3 separate regions of the Mus musculus genome follow, and regions 1 and 2 are each linked to region 3. The links are chromatin contacts, called in public Hi-C and HiChIP or PLAC-seq maps. All regions are on one chromosome and are shown on one strand. Each heading gives the region's core, a stretch centred on a gene start, on an enhancer-like site or on the middle of the called end of the contact. The rest is flanking DNA. Distances are from core to core; before and after follow the strand shown. Region 1 has its middle 19 kb from the start of Zcrb1. Region 2 overlaps Pphln1 (periphilin 1). Region 3 holds the start of Irak4 (interleukin-1 receptor-associated kinase 4).

Region 1 (4,308 bases), core at 1,322-3,821, 1.2 Mb after region 3:
AATATAGGAAATTCTTTTTTTTTTTTTTTTTTTTTTTGGACAGAGATTTATGTAGTTCAGGCTAGCCTCAAACTCAATTGTACCAGAGGATTACCTTAAACTACTTTGCTTCTACCTCCTGCTAAGAATTACAGGCAGGTGTGACACTATGCCCAGGCACATTCAAATCCTCAAATCCTTTTGTAGTGCCAGGGAAGGGTTAGTGATCACCCCAAAAAAACAGACAGGAGCCGGATCTGATGTAAATTACAATAGGACCTTTTTATTTGAGCTAGCTCACTGCCCGCTCCCAGCTGCCATCAAGCAGAAGGTTTTGGTGGTGGTGGTGGTGGTGCAAGGCTTTATATTAAGCAGCAAGTGGAGGCTAAATGCAAGCGTCTCTTTGGAAAGCTGCTGTGGCCTTGAACACAATTGGCTGGTGCTGGGAGTCCTATCATAAACTTAACTTGTGCTCCTCTCTGCGTTGGAGGTCATTAGCAGGGGGCGGGCTGTAACCTGGAGGCACAGATCTATTGGGATAATAACCTGGAAACACTGGTCTGGTTGGGAAGGAACCTAGAGACTGGAGCTAGGCTCAAGTTTTGTTGTGGGGAAGGGGGCAACTTGGAAACGAATGCTAGGTACCAGTCAAACTTAGGTCAGGGTCTCTAAAATGGAGTCTGAGCTAGAAGATTTGGCTTCTCACTTTGGACTCATTGTTTGTCGTAATACAAACAAAACTGCCTCTGATCGGTATTACCAAGGAATTCCATACGTTTGCAGCACTGCCCTGGCTCATAATCTCTTCAGTTACTTCTCTTCTACTTCCCTGGAAATACTTATCTCCCCAAACTGAACTTTCAAAATAAACTCAAGTAGGCTGATCAGGTTGCTTCATAGCCTATCCTCTGTCTCATCCCTTAAGGAAAATATGGGGGAAATACTGTGATAAGAGTTGCATATAAAGCCAAGTAATCCAAGATATCAGTTCCAAACTGCGTGTGAGAGAAGGTTTGAAACGTTAAGTCTCCCCCAAGCCCCCAGCAAACTCCTGTGTTTGAATGCTTTACCTACCCATAGGGAGTGGCTCTCTTAAGAGGTGTGGCCTTGTTGGAAGAAGTGTGTCTCCTATGCTCAAGCTACATCCAGTGTGGTTCACAGTCTCCTTCTGCTGCTTGTAGATCAAGGTGTAGAAGTCTCAGCTCCTTCTCCAGCACCATATATCTGCCTGTGTGTCACCATACTTCCCGCCATGATGATAATGGACTAAACCTCTGGAACTGTAAGCCAGACCCAGTTAAACGTCTTCCTTTAGGAGAGTTGCCATCGTCATGGTGTCTCTTCACTGCAGTAGAAACCCTAAGACGTGTGTGTGTGTGTGTGTGTGTGTGTGTGTGTGTGTGTGTTCAGCAATACGTAGACATAGAGAGAGCATAATTCTGCATTTAAATTATTTATGGGACCACCACAGTCAACAGTCAAGAGTCCTCATACGGACACAAGATAATGGATATGATCAGATGTTAACTCTGTACGTGGGACCTGAGCTCTGGGACTCAAGGCAACTCCAAGGAAACCATTTATATCTGGAAAGAAAACTTCTTTGACTCCAGCGATGGGGACTGAAGCAGTCATTTATGTCACTGGGTCTTACAGGTCTGTCTACTGTGTGTGTCCAATATGTCACCTGGTCTTACGGGTCTGTCTACTGCATGTGTCCGATGAATGGGGAGCAGCCTGAGCAGACGAATTTCCCCGAGGGCGAATTTCTCTTCAGAATAAGACACTTGGGGGAGGAGGTTGCTGCTAATGCGGACTTGAATTAACTCTTAAAGTGTTAATAGTTTTAATAGTTTATCCCTGTGTGATTCTTCTTCCGGAAGCATACAGTCAGACTCTAGGACGGACCTTACTTTCTGAGTGCCTCTCTTACTGTTAACTCTCATGCTTAAAGCTGATAGAAAATACTTTTTAGTAACTGGGGAATGGAGGTACACATTTGAGAGTTAATCTCTGTGAGTTAAATCCCAGACTGGTCTACACTGTGCGTTCCAGGTCAACCAGGACTACACAGTGAGAGCTCAGTATATTATTGGATTTTAAAAACAAGCAAACAACAAGAACAACAAAAACACCCAAGCAAACAAACAAAACAAAAACAACACTCTCGATGGGCATGGTGGCGCACGCCTTTAATCCCAGCACTCTAGAGGCAGAGGCAGGCAGATTTCTGAGTACGAGGCCAGCCTGGTCTACAAAGTGAGCTCCAGGACAGCTAGGGATATACAGAGAAACCCTGTCTTGAAAAACCAAAAGCCAAAAACCAAAAACCAAAAACCAAAACCAAAACCAAAACCAAAACAAAACACACTCTCAACTCTGCTCCATACTGGCTGGTCCTGGAATTCTTTTCTGCATCAAAGCCACGGTCCAGTGTTATCTGAGTTGGGGTCCCCATGAGATAAGAGAACCCAGACTAGGGCTGGGGAGATGGCTCAGAAGTTAAGAGCATTGTCTGCTCTTCCAGAGGTGCTGAGTTCAATTCCTTGCAATCACATGGCCGCTCACACAGCCATCTATAATGAGATCTGGCGCCCTCTTCTGGCCTACATGTGTACATGCAGGAAGAATGCTGTATACATGAGAGAGAGAGAGAGAGAGAGAGAGAGAGAGAGAGAGAGAGAGAGAGAGAGAGAGAGAGAGAGAGAGAGCTGACAGCTGACATCTTTTGGGGCTCATCCCTTAGAAGCATTGTTGCCTCAGGAGTCTCTCACAGACAAGACTATATATACTTTTGAACCATTAAGTAATTTAAAAGTTCCCTTTAACCAACAACAATAAAAAAGGCATTTTCTTTTCTTTCTTTCTTTCTGTTTGTTTGTTTGTTTGTTTGTTTTTGGTGCTGGGATTAAAGGTGTGTGCCACCACTGCCCGGCTCTAGGATCTCATTTTTTAAAATTCCGAAGTTAAAATGATGAAGGATGCCATCATACAAAACCAGATGGCCACTGATATACTAACAGCATAAGGAGGATCCTGTGCCATTGGGTTTTGTTTTTTTTTTTATCTTTATTTATTTATTTTATGTATATGAGCACATTGTAGCTGTCTTCAGACACACCAGAAGAGGGCATCAGATCCCATTATCAGCGGATAAGAGCACTGGCTGCTCTTCCAGAGGTCCTGAGTTCAATTCCCAGCAACCACATGGTGGCTCACAATCAACTGTAATGGGATCTGACGCCCTCTTCTGGTGTGTCTGAAATCAGCTACAGTGTACTTATGTACAATAATAAATCTCTGGGCTGGAGCAAGCAGGAACTGAGCAAGCGAAGTTGACCAGAGTGAGTGTATCGAGCAGAGGTCCTAAAAAAATTCAATTCCTAAGGCCAGCCTGGTCTGCAGAGTGAGTTCCAAGACAGTCAGGGCTACACAGAGAAACCCTGTCTCGAAAAACAAAAACAAAAACAAAACAAAAATTCAATTCCCAACGACCACATGAAGGCTCACAGCCATCTGTACAGCTACAGTGTACTCACATAAATAAATAAATAAATAAATAAATAAATAAATAAATCTTTTAAAATATTTGCGTGCAAATATGTATATTATGTGGATGAGAGTGCATGCGACATGCCACAGGGCGCAAATTGAAGTCAAAGGGTCAGTTCTCCTTGTTGTTCCAGGAAAGTTTATGAGCCCCTCCCCCCTAAAGACCACCAAGGAGCCAATTACGATGCAATCGCACTAGGGTCTCTTTATTCAAGCTCGAGCTTGGGCCACACCACCGTCCCTGATGCAGGAGAATGGGAGGAGGCCCTCAGTTTCAGGTAAGCATTTACAGAGGCAAGAAGAGGGTATCTAGACTGGCACACATCTGATTGGGGAAACATTACGGCCTTAAGCATAATTGGCTGGTGCTGGGAACCAGACCATAAACGTAACTTCTGTTCTCCTCCTGATTGGTGGTTGTTAGGAAGTGAAGTGACAGGGGCGGGCTTGTAACTTGGAGGTGCAGATTTGTTGGGGAATAACCTGGAAACTGGTGCTAGGTGCCAGTTTGTTAGTTAACTCAAGTTCAACCTTAGGTCTAGGATGGAGTCTGGACCTAAAAGGTTTGGTCTCCCATTCTCCCCTTTCACTGGTAACTAGAAAGCCCAACCATGGGGATCCCTGGAGCTGGAAGGCTTCGTTGTCTAGGTTTTGGAGAAACTGTTGGTGACTCTTTATAACCGTAAGCTGAATAGTCTCAAGTCTCTCTCGTGTTTAGTAAGGCCCTTTCGAACCTTGGCCATTTATCTTTTGGGTATCTCTGAGTGGCTTTGAGGG
Region 2 (4,208 bases), core at 1,566-4,065, 1.1 Mb after region 3:
CATGCACACACTGGCCACAATCTGTGAACTCAGGTTAAAAATAAAAGAAAAAAAGGACCATGAAGTTGTTAGGAATGAGGAGTAGGGAAGGGATATAGAGGATGGAGGATAGAGAGTTTGGTATAGATTATCAAAACACTGTATACATACATACATACATGCAATTTTCCAGTAGTAAAAAAAACTACTAAGAAAAAAACATTAGTACCAATAAAAAGCACAAATGAGGAAGAAAAAATAAATTTCAAATCTTCATTGATTTTTAACTGTTCAACTTACATATTCCTATGTAATGATGGTAGATTACCCATATGCCTTCAAAAGAAGCCTATTCTTCAATATTTGATCTTTTCTAGGGCTGAGGGGTTAATTTTAATCATCTACTTTACATAGTCTACAAATCACCTGATAACAGAGTTTCAATGAGGGGTCCTCTAGATCAGGTATGTCTTGTCTAGTCTGTGGAAGAAGCCATAACTGATTAAATATCTTTATTGATATGGAAAATATCGGCAACTAAGGTTTGTACAGTTCCTAGGCAGGACCCTGTATTGTGCAACACTGGAGGAAGAGAGCTGTGCACGAGGTTCACAGCTCATGGCTACCTCTTGATATGGACATAACCCGACTGGTCACTTCCAACCCCGGCCGGCACCTTGACTTCCCTGAGAGATGGACTAAAACCCCAGCTGTGAGCTGAAATAAGACCTTTCCCCTAAGCTACTTGTTATCAAGATACTTTATCATAGAAATGAAACTAAGTAGTGTCACATGCTACATGAAACACTGGATGCTATCAGGAACAGTAAGCCATTCGGATCATGACAACCAGCAGCCCAAACCGTAAGGTGCTGTTTCTAATTATGAAGCTTGGGGGGGGGGGGGGAAGGTGTATTATTAAGTTCATTACCATCTTAAAGACATATTCAACTTCTAACTGAAACTGGTGCCATTGGAAGCACTTCCACTGGGTCCATATACTAGCGATAAAGTGCTTGGCACTGAAGTGAAGCAAAGTTATAGACATAACTTAAATGCTTCAAACAAATATTAAGTCCTCCAAGAGTTTGTCTTTAGTGACTTCTTACAAGTAATAGCTAAGGATATATCTAATACTCCAAACAATACTTTCTTTTTGAGATAGGATTACCTGCTAAGAGAAGGATAAATGTACCTGTGGGAAGCCGCCCCCACATTCGCCGTTACAAGATGGCGCTGACAGCTGTGTTCTAAGTGGTAAACAAATAATCTGCGCATGTGCCAAAGGTAGTTCTCCACCCCATGTACTCTGCCTTCCCCGTGACTACAACTCGGCCATGGGCTGCAGCCAATCAGGGAGTGATACGTCCTAGGAAGGATAACTCCCCTTAAGAGGGACGGGGTTTCGCTTTCGCTTTGGGCTTGGGGCTTGGGGCTTGCTCTCTTGCTCCTAAAGATGTAAACAATAGAGCTCTTGCTCTGCGCTCTGGCGCTCTGGCGCTCTGGCTCCTAAAGATGTAAGCAGGGGGCTTGGGGCTTGCATTCTTACTCCTGAAGATGTAAGCAATAAAGTTTTGCCGCAGAAGATTCTGGTTTGTTGTGTTCTTCCTGGCCGGTCGTGAGAACGCGTGTAAGATGTACCCAGAGACATCCACTTTAACAACTGCTTTTCTTCAAATCACACAAGAACAAGGGATACTGTAGAAAACCCAAACCAGAAAGCATAATTATAGATAATGAAGTTATTGGTTATATAATACAGACTACTGTACTGAATGCAGTACTTAACAGGCATGGACATGACAGATATATTTTAATTCTAGAAACAAACTCCACAACACAGATCCTATACTGAGTTTCTCTTAACAATGGAAGGTTTAAAATTAAGATGCAAGCAAGGGGACCACAGAGATGACTAGGAATTTTGTGAAATAATTACAAGATTGTAATGACTGAGATAAGGAGACTCAGAAGAAGAAACACTGCATATTTTCTCCCATCTGTGACCTGTGACTGCAGTGTTTAAATGCAGAGGGATAGTATAGATATAGATATAGTATAGATATAGTATAGTATAGTATAGATATAGTATAGTATAGATATAGTATAGATAGGGGAGAACAAGGGGATCACAAGATGGGAGACAGTGGGACAGAAGACAGATGATCAAAGTACATTATATAAATTAATAAAAATATTTTGTACAGTTAATATACACTAATTTAAAAAATACAAGGACTCTGAAGAATGAGTGTGGAGTGTGAACTTAGTGGTTCTGATGTCACTTTTAATGCTAAGCAAATTATAAATGATTAAAGTATAAGGAAATAAAGTAACCCTACATGGTTAGGGTAAGTATGGGCAACTAAAGCCCATGTGCTCACAGCTCCCATGAGGGAGCAGAGAGAAAACTTCCAGGTGCTGAGGTCAAGCTGAGGACTCGGGGCGTGGGTGTGGGTGTGGGGCGGCACACCTGCAGCTAAGAGCTCAGAGAGCAGAGCTAGCAGGCTCAGAGCTCGGAGAGCAGAGCTAGCAGGCTCAGAGCTCGGAGAGCAGAGCTAGCAGAAAGCAGAGCTAGCAGAGAGCAGAGCTAGCAGAGAGCAGAGCTAGCAGAGAGCAGAGCTCCCAGCCAGTTCAGCAAAGTCTGAAGCCAACTTGGGCTACCTGAAAACCCTCCCAAAGTAAACAAACGAAACAAGAGCAAAAAAATCATTCGATGGCTTGTTAATTACAAACCTTGCCAATTGTGACAGTCTGAGTTCAATTACACGGGGCTCACACGGATTTTCCCCAAGCCGTACTCTTGGGGAAAAATCCACTTGGTGACATCCACCCACACAAGGGCAGGGAAAAGACACACTAGCAATAAGGAAAGAACTGATGTCTGGGGAAAGATGGCACCTGCGGTGAAGTGCTTACCTCAGAAGCACGAGAGCCTGAATGACCCCCAGCCTCCAAGTGGAAAATCCAGGCATGCAGTCAGGGAGACGGCTCAGCGAGTGAAGGCAGGAATCTACTTGATGAAAGGAGTTTTCTGACCTCTACACATATGCCAAATGTGTGTATACCCCCACCCCCACAGAAAAATTAAATAAATAGATGAACTTTTTCAGTTGAACAGAAAAATCAGACATGGTTACACATGCTTGAAATCTTAATGTTGAGGAGGCAGAGACAGGCAGAGCCCCAGACCCTGATCACTGCTCTACTCTTAAGTAGAAAGTTCCAGCAAACAAGAGACCTAATCTCAAAGAAGGCAGAAAGCATTCCTGAAGATGACACCCAAGAAGTCCTCTTGCCACACATGTGTACATTCGCACATGCATGCACCCACGCATGCACGCGCACACACACACATACATACATGCACCCACACACGCACATAAGGGCTAGACTTAGCCCAGTAACAAAGCTACTGTATTCATCGAAATTCTTGTTCCGCCCCTAGCTGGAATAGGATTGGGATTGAAGAATTAAAAGAATAAGGGTATAAGGAATAATAAAATTGTTATCTTCACTTAATATTTGTATTTATAGAACTATTTAAAATCATATCAGGATTTCAATTATAAGGTACATTTTAACACACTCTGAAGGAGCTGAGATTTCTACATCTTGTTCCAAAGGCAAACACTTCCTCCAATAAGGCCACACCTACTCCAACAAGGTCACACCTCCTAATAGTGCCACTCCCTGAGCCAAGGATATTCAAACCACCACAACATACTTTTTAAAAAATTCTTTTTTTCGGGGTCTAGACAGAATTTCAGTGGTTAAGAGCACTTGTTGCTCTTCTAGAGGACTCCAATTCAATTCCCACCAACACATTGTGGCTCACAGCATTTATAACTCTAATTCTAAGGGATCCAGTGCCCCCTTCTGGCCTTCTAGGGAACCGGGCAGTCACAGACATACAAGTAGTACAGCTGGTGCACAGAGGAGCAGACAACACATCCATACACATTAAATACGTTAAAACAAACAAACAACCTTGTGGGTGTGTGCATATTCACATGTAGGAACACAGACACAAAAGGATCATGGCACACACGTGGAATTCAGAAGACAACCTTGAATGTTGGCCCTGACTTTCTGCCTTGTGTGAGATGTCTCTCAATGCTCACCACTGTGTACAGTAGGCTAGATGATCGGCAAGCTTCCCATCTGTCTAGGAGAACGAGGAATAGAACCCCTGTGTCTCCCTTTTCTATAGGTTCTAAGGATCAAAC
Region 3 (4,066 bases), core at 190-2,689:
TCCTATATAAGAATTTTTGGTTTCTTCCCACTCTGGCCCCTCCCCCTGGTCACTTCTTCCTTATACTTTTACGCAGTCTGAACTTCCCCCATACCCAAACAACCATGTTCTACACTAGCTGTCCCAATGCCTCTCACCCTACAGCAGCCCCGTTTGTTCCTGATGCATCTGCCAAAAGACCTTTGAGATGCCGAGAGATGTCCACAATTTCTAAACACTGACATACTTCAGTGGCCACTAAAACGCTTTGGGTATACTAAAATGTATAATGTCATCCATTCACCAAGACATGTCCTATCTGTGACAGATATTAATCCAGGTGCCTGAAAAATAAAACGTTAGGAAGAATAGGGAGAAAAGGGAGGCAAGAACACAGGGGAGTTTTATTCTAATGATGGAAGAAGGTAGCAAGCTGAGAATGCATTTGGCAGTCTGTTAAACGCTGCCTGCGGTGGTTTGAACAGGAGGGGATTCCATCGTCCCTCATTTGAGTACTTGGTTCCCAGTTGGTGACTTGTCTCAGTTAGGGTTTCCATTGCTGTGAAGAGACACCATGACCAAGGCAATTCTTATAAAGGACAGCATTCAATTGGGGCTGGCTTACAGGCTCAGCGGTTCAGTCCGTTGTTGTCTGCAGTGCAGTCAACAGAAGTCTGTGCTACTGTAGAGTGCGAATTCATCTCCTAAGTTGTTTTGTTTGTTTGTTTTTTGTTTGTTTCTGTTTGAACAGGGAACACAACAAAGACAAGACTGGGAGGCCCAAGTTTGGCCGGAGTGATCAGATCAGTCTTGAAACATGTAGGAAGCAAAAATGTTTAGCATGAAAATAGGAGAATTAAAAAAAAAAACCCTGAGCTCTTTGGCATACATCTTGAAGAATTACTCCCAGAAACGGAAAAATCGATTTTTTTTTTTTTTTAAATTTCCTGCTTTGGGGCCACTGTGTCCATTCCGAAAGCTAATGGTGCTTTCTTGCTCTCTTGGGAATGCTTTTCCTGCCCCTCTCTTGCTTCCAATCTGTCTTGCGCTTACCTCTCCCTCTACCTGTTGGACTGTCTGACTACAGCTAGCTTCCTATGCTCCCCATAGCGAGCAAGCGAGACACTCCGGCGGCAGAGCAGCGCACAGAGGCTGCGGGGCTCCCCAAGCCTCCTCTGCCCGAGTGCGCCCATTTCCTGGTTCTGGAGCGAAGCGACTGATCACCAACCCGGCCCGGGACAGAGGACAGCGGAGAGATCGTGGCTTGAGATCAGCCTTCCTCATACAACCTACTTCCTCTCGGACGTCCCTCGCTTCCTGGACAAGGCGATCGGCGTCCCGCCACGGTCCGGCGAGGACTCGGGGGTGGAGGACGCAGGACCACCAGGCGACTTCAGACTGCCTGCGATCGGGATGCTGCGGGTCACCGGGGCATCATATCCCCCTGTGGGACAGGGAGGGCAGGTCAGCTAAGGGTGAGAGTATAGGGGCGGAGCCAATCCGGAAGGCCACGCCTTTCCCTCCCCGAGCTCCACCCAGGGAAGAGCTACACCAACCGGAGCCTGTCCCTTTAAATGTCCCTGTAAGAGGCTAGGCGGCGGAAAGGCTTCTGGGCATGCGCACTGTGTCACTCGGCGGACCACTTTCTCACGGAAGCGAGGTAGAGCTCACAGAGTCTATTAGGATGCCGGGTCACCGGTGGATCCAAGACTGCTGGACCGGGGAGGGAGGCGTGGTGGCGGCGCCCAGGGAGCGGGGTGGGGTTGGGGTGGGAGTCCCTCTGCAGCCTCGGCTCGCCCCGCGGAGCGGAGGAGGAGCTCTTGCCACCCTCGCCCCCACGTGCCCTGTCTGCCCGCCTCTTGACTAGCTGCTTGACTGCCATGCCTTCGTGCTGCACTGTCCCCACGTGTAGCCTGGAAAGCCGTCCTATGGTCTTTCTTTTCCAACAATCCCTAGGGTTCCGAGGACCCCTGTGGACTTGGTCAGAGCTGACTGCTGATTTCCATCTGCCATTAGAAACAACTCCACGGGGGCAGATGCCAACCTTTGACAGGGTGTTCACTATCTTTCCTTGTCAGCATTACTTCAGCTGTATTCTCCCTATCCCCTCTGCTCTGTGTCAGGGCTTCCCCCTTCCCCCCCCCCCCCCCAGTGCCCGTCTTGATTGTACTTGCACGTGGTATTTCTACCCCGCTTCTGTCTCTTGAACTATTTCCAAAGTCAAGTAGCAGTTTATTATATACCATTCCTGATTATCATAGACAAAAGTTAACACTTCTTTCTTTCTTGTCACCATTAACGCTCTTACTGTGTTCTACTTGTATCTGTTCAACTAGTATCTACTGCAGACCTACTATGTCCTTGGTGCTGTTCTGAATATGGGCTAGTCAGAATTCTGGCTCATGTGGAACTGACACTTTAAGTTGAAGAAGATGGACAGTAAATAATGAACACATTAGCTAGTCATGCTATACAGGAAATTAAATCAGTTTTTTTCTTTGTGTGTGTGTGAAAGAAAAGAAAACAGGTTCCTAAAGCTTATAGATGAATCCTATAGATTAGATTATTGGTGGGTGAAAATGTCTGAGGATGTAGATGATCAATTACTTGTAAAGTCTGGGAAATACAAGAGCTAGGCAGTGAAGCTGCTCTCTCAGGGCTCCGTGTGTCGTGGAGAGAGTAGATTGTGTGAGGACTGTGATTCATTCCCTATAGAATTGGCCTTGGGCCGCTGCTCCAAGAAAACACCATGAGACTTTCTTTTCTTCTATGCCAGTGACTTGGTAGAAATTCCCTTTCATTAGCTTGAGATGTTTGTATCTTTCCTGTAGAGAATTTAGAACAAGATGAGGGACCAGGACTGACTTATCCGACCTTGAAGTGTACAGAGAAGTTCACGTAACTATTTATTATAGACTTTCCTTTCTTATCCTTCTTCGTGATCTAATTTCCAATGTATAAAAACACTACCACAGTCTCTGAAGTTTGCTCCAGGAGATTTTGAGGTTCTGAGGATGACAATCATTGTAACAACAGTCCTATTTTCTTCTCCCTTCTTTGTAGGTCTAATGATACTATTTTTCAGATAAACTTGAAATTGACCCATTTTATGTTTTTGTTTTTTTTTTAACTTTTGTTTGTTTGTTTTTCCAGGACAGGGTTTCTCTGTATAGCCCTGGCTTCTGGCTATCCCCTGGTCTGTAGACCAGGCTGCCCTTGAACTCTGCTTCCTGAGAGATGGAATTAAAGGTGTATATCACACCACCTGGCAAATATAAACATTTTGTCTGTTTTTGAGACGGTTTTTTTTGTTGTTGTTTTTTGTTTTTGTTTGTTTTGTTTTTTTCGAGACAGGGTTTCTTTGTGTAGCCCTGGCTGTCCTGGAACTCACTCTGTAGACCAGGCTGGCCTTGAACTCAGAAATCTGCCTGCCTCTGCCTCCTGAGTGCTGGGATTAAAGGCGTGCGCCACCACGCCCCGGCTTTTGAGACAGGTTTTTGACACAGGATTTCTCTGTGTAGCTGTGCATTTTGTTTCTTTTTGAGACAGTATTTCTATGTGTAGCCATGGCTGTCCTGGAACTTGCTTTGTAGACCAGGCTGGCCTCGAACTCACAAAGATCCACCTGCTTATGCTTCCCAAGGGCTGGCACTAAAAGTGTGCGCCTCCTGACAAGTTTAAACATTTTTAGTAGGCTTATTTATTTTATCATACGTGCTTTGTGTATATGTATCAATGAGCACCATGGGTGTGCCTGGGGGCTGGTGGGTGGTGGAGGTCAGAAAGGGACAATAGATGCCAGGACATGGAGTTAGGGATGCTTGTGAGCTGCCATGTGGGTGCTGGGGAACTGAACTTGTGGTCCTCTGCTAAGGCAACATTTCTCCAACCCCAAATTGACCCATCTTAATTCTGGATAATAGGAGCTTGGAGTGAATGGGAAATCAAGATACAAATTGCTACTTAGGTCACAAAATTGGCCTGTCAACTCTGCTTGCTGTAGGCAAGTCGAACCATAAAATAAGTTAGTGTCTTCTAGGGAGCATAGACTTGAGAGGGAGAGAACTGAGTGGATCTTGGAGACCGC

Evidence for each region. A called contact is a pair of places that touch in the nucleus more often than the background predicts. HiChIP or PLAC-seq counts read pairs in DNA pulled down with a chosen protein or histone mark.
Region 1: a Hi-C map of the Ba/F3 cell line shows a contact between it and region 3, with 4 times the contacts expected there. The contact joins the enhancer-like site here to the promoter of Irak4 in region 3. A contact is called at or near these places in 13 of 39 promoter capture datasets (the 3T3-L1 cell line, 3T3-L1-derived adipocytes, the C10 cell line and 7 more), 1 of 15 datasets of contacts at CTCF or cohesin (large pre-B cells), 1 of 484 Hi-C or Micro-C datasets (the Ba/F3 cell line), 4 of 115 datasets of contacts at active chromatin or transcription factors (astrocytes, large pre-B cells, pro-B cells and 1 more) and 1 of 9 other capture datasets (embryonic stem cells).
Region 2: an H3K27ac HiChIP or PLAC-seq map of double positive thymocytes shows a contact between it and region 3, with 5 times the contacts expected there. The contact joins the enhancer-like site here to the promoter of Irak4 in region 3. A contact is called at or near these places in 14 of 39 promoter capture datasets (the 3T3-L1 cell line, 3T3-L1-derived adipocytes, the C10 cell line and 8 more), 1 of 15 datasets of contacts at CTCF or cohesin (large pre-B cells), 1 of 484 Hi-C or Micro-C datasets (bone marrow-derived macrophages) and 11 of 115 datasets of contacts at active chromatin or transcription factors (the 230-238 cell line, the NIH/3T3 cell line, bone marrow-derived macrophages and 8 more).

Annotation. Positions count from the first base shown.
Region 1 is chr15:93,377,669-93,381,976 of GRCm38.p6, reverse strand. No RefSeq gene overlaps it. Among named protein-coding and RNA genes, the nearest start is that of Zcrb1, 19 kb to the left of the region's middle. Within about 2 kb of position 2,571, at least 8 of the 459 cell types and tissues checked have an H3K27ac peak or open chromatin away from gene starts, as enhancers often do. A contact at or near this core is called in the Ba/F3 cell line, where this site is marked.
Region 2 is chr15:93,442,143-93,446,350 of GRCm38.p6, reverse strand. The region is part of intron 4 of Pphln1 (periphilin 1); the gene reads right to left. Among named protein-coding and RNA genes, the nearest start is that of Pphln1, 46 kb to the right of the region's middle. Within about 2 kb of position 2,815, at least 12 of the 459 cell types and tissues checked have an H3K27ac peak or open chromatin away from gene starts, as enhancers often do. A contact at or near this core is called in double positive thymocytes, where this site is marked.
Region 3 is chr15:94,541,033-94,545,098 of GRCm38.p6, reverse strand. Irak4 (interleukin-1 receptor-associated kinase 4) reads right to left here and starts at 1,439. Exons shown (of 12, transcript NM_029926.5): 1 at 1,273-1,439. Pus7l (pseudouridylate synthase 7-like) reads left to right here and starts at 1,592. Exons shown (of 9, transcript NM_172437.3): 1 at 1,592-1,639.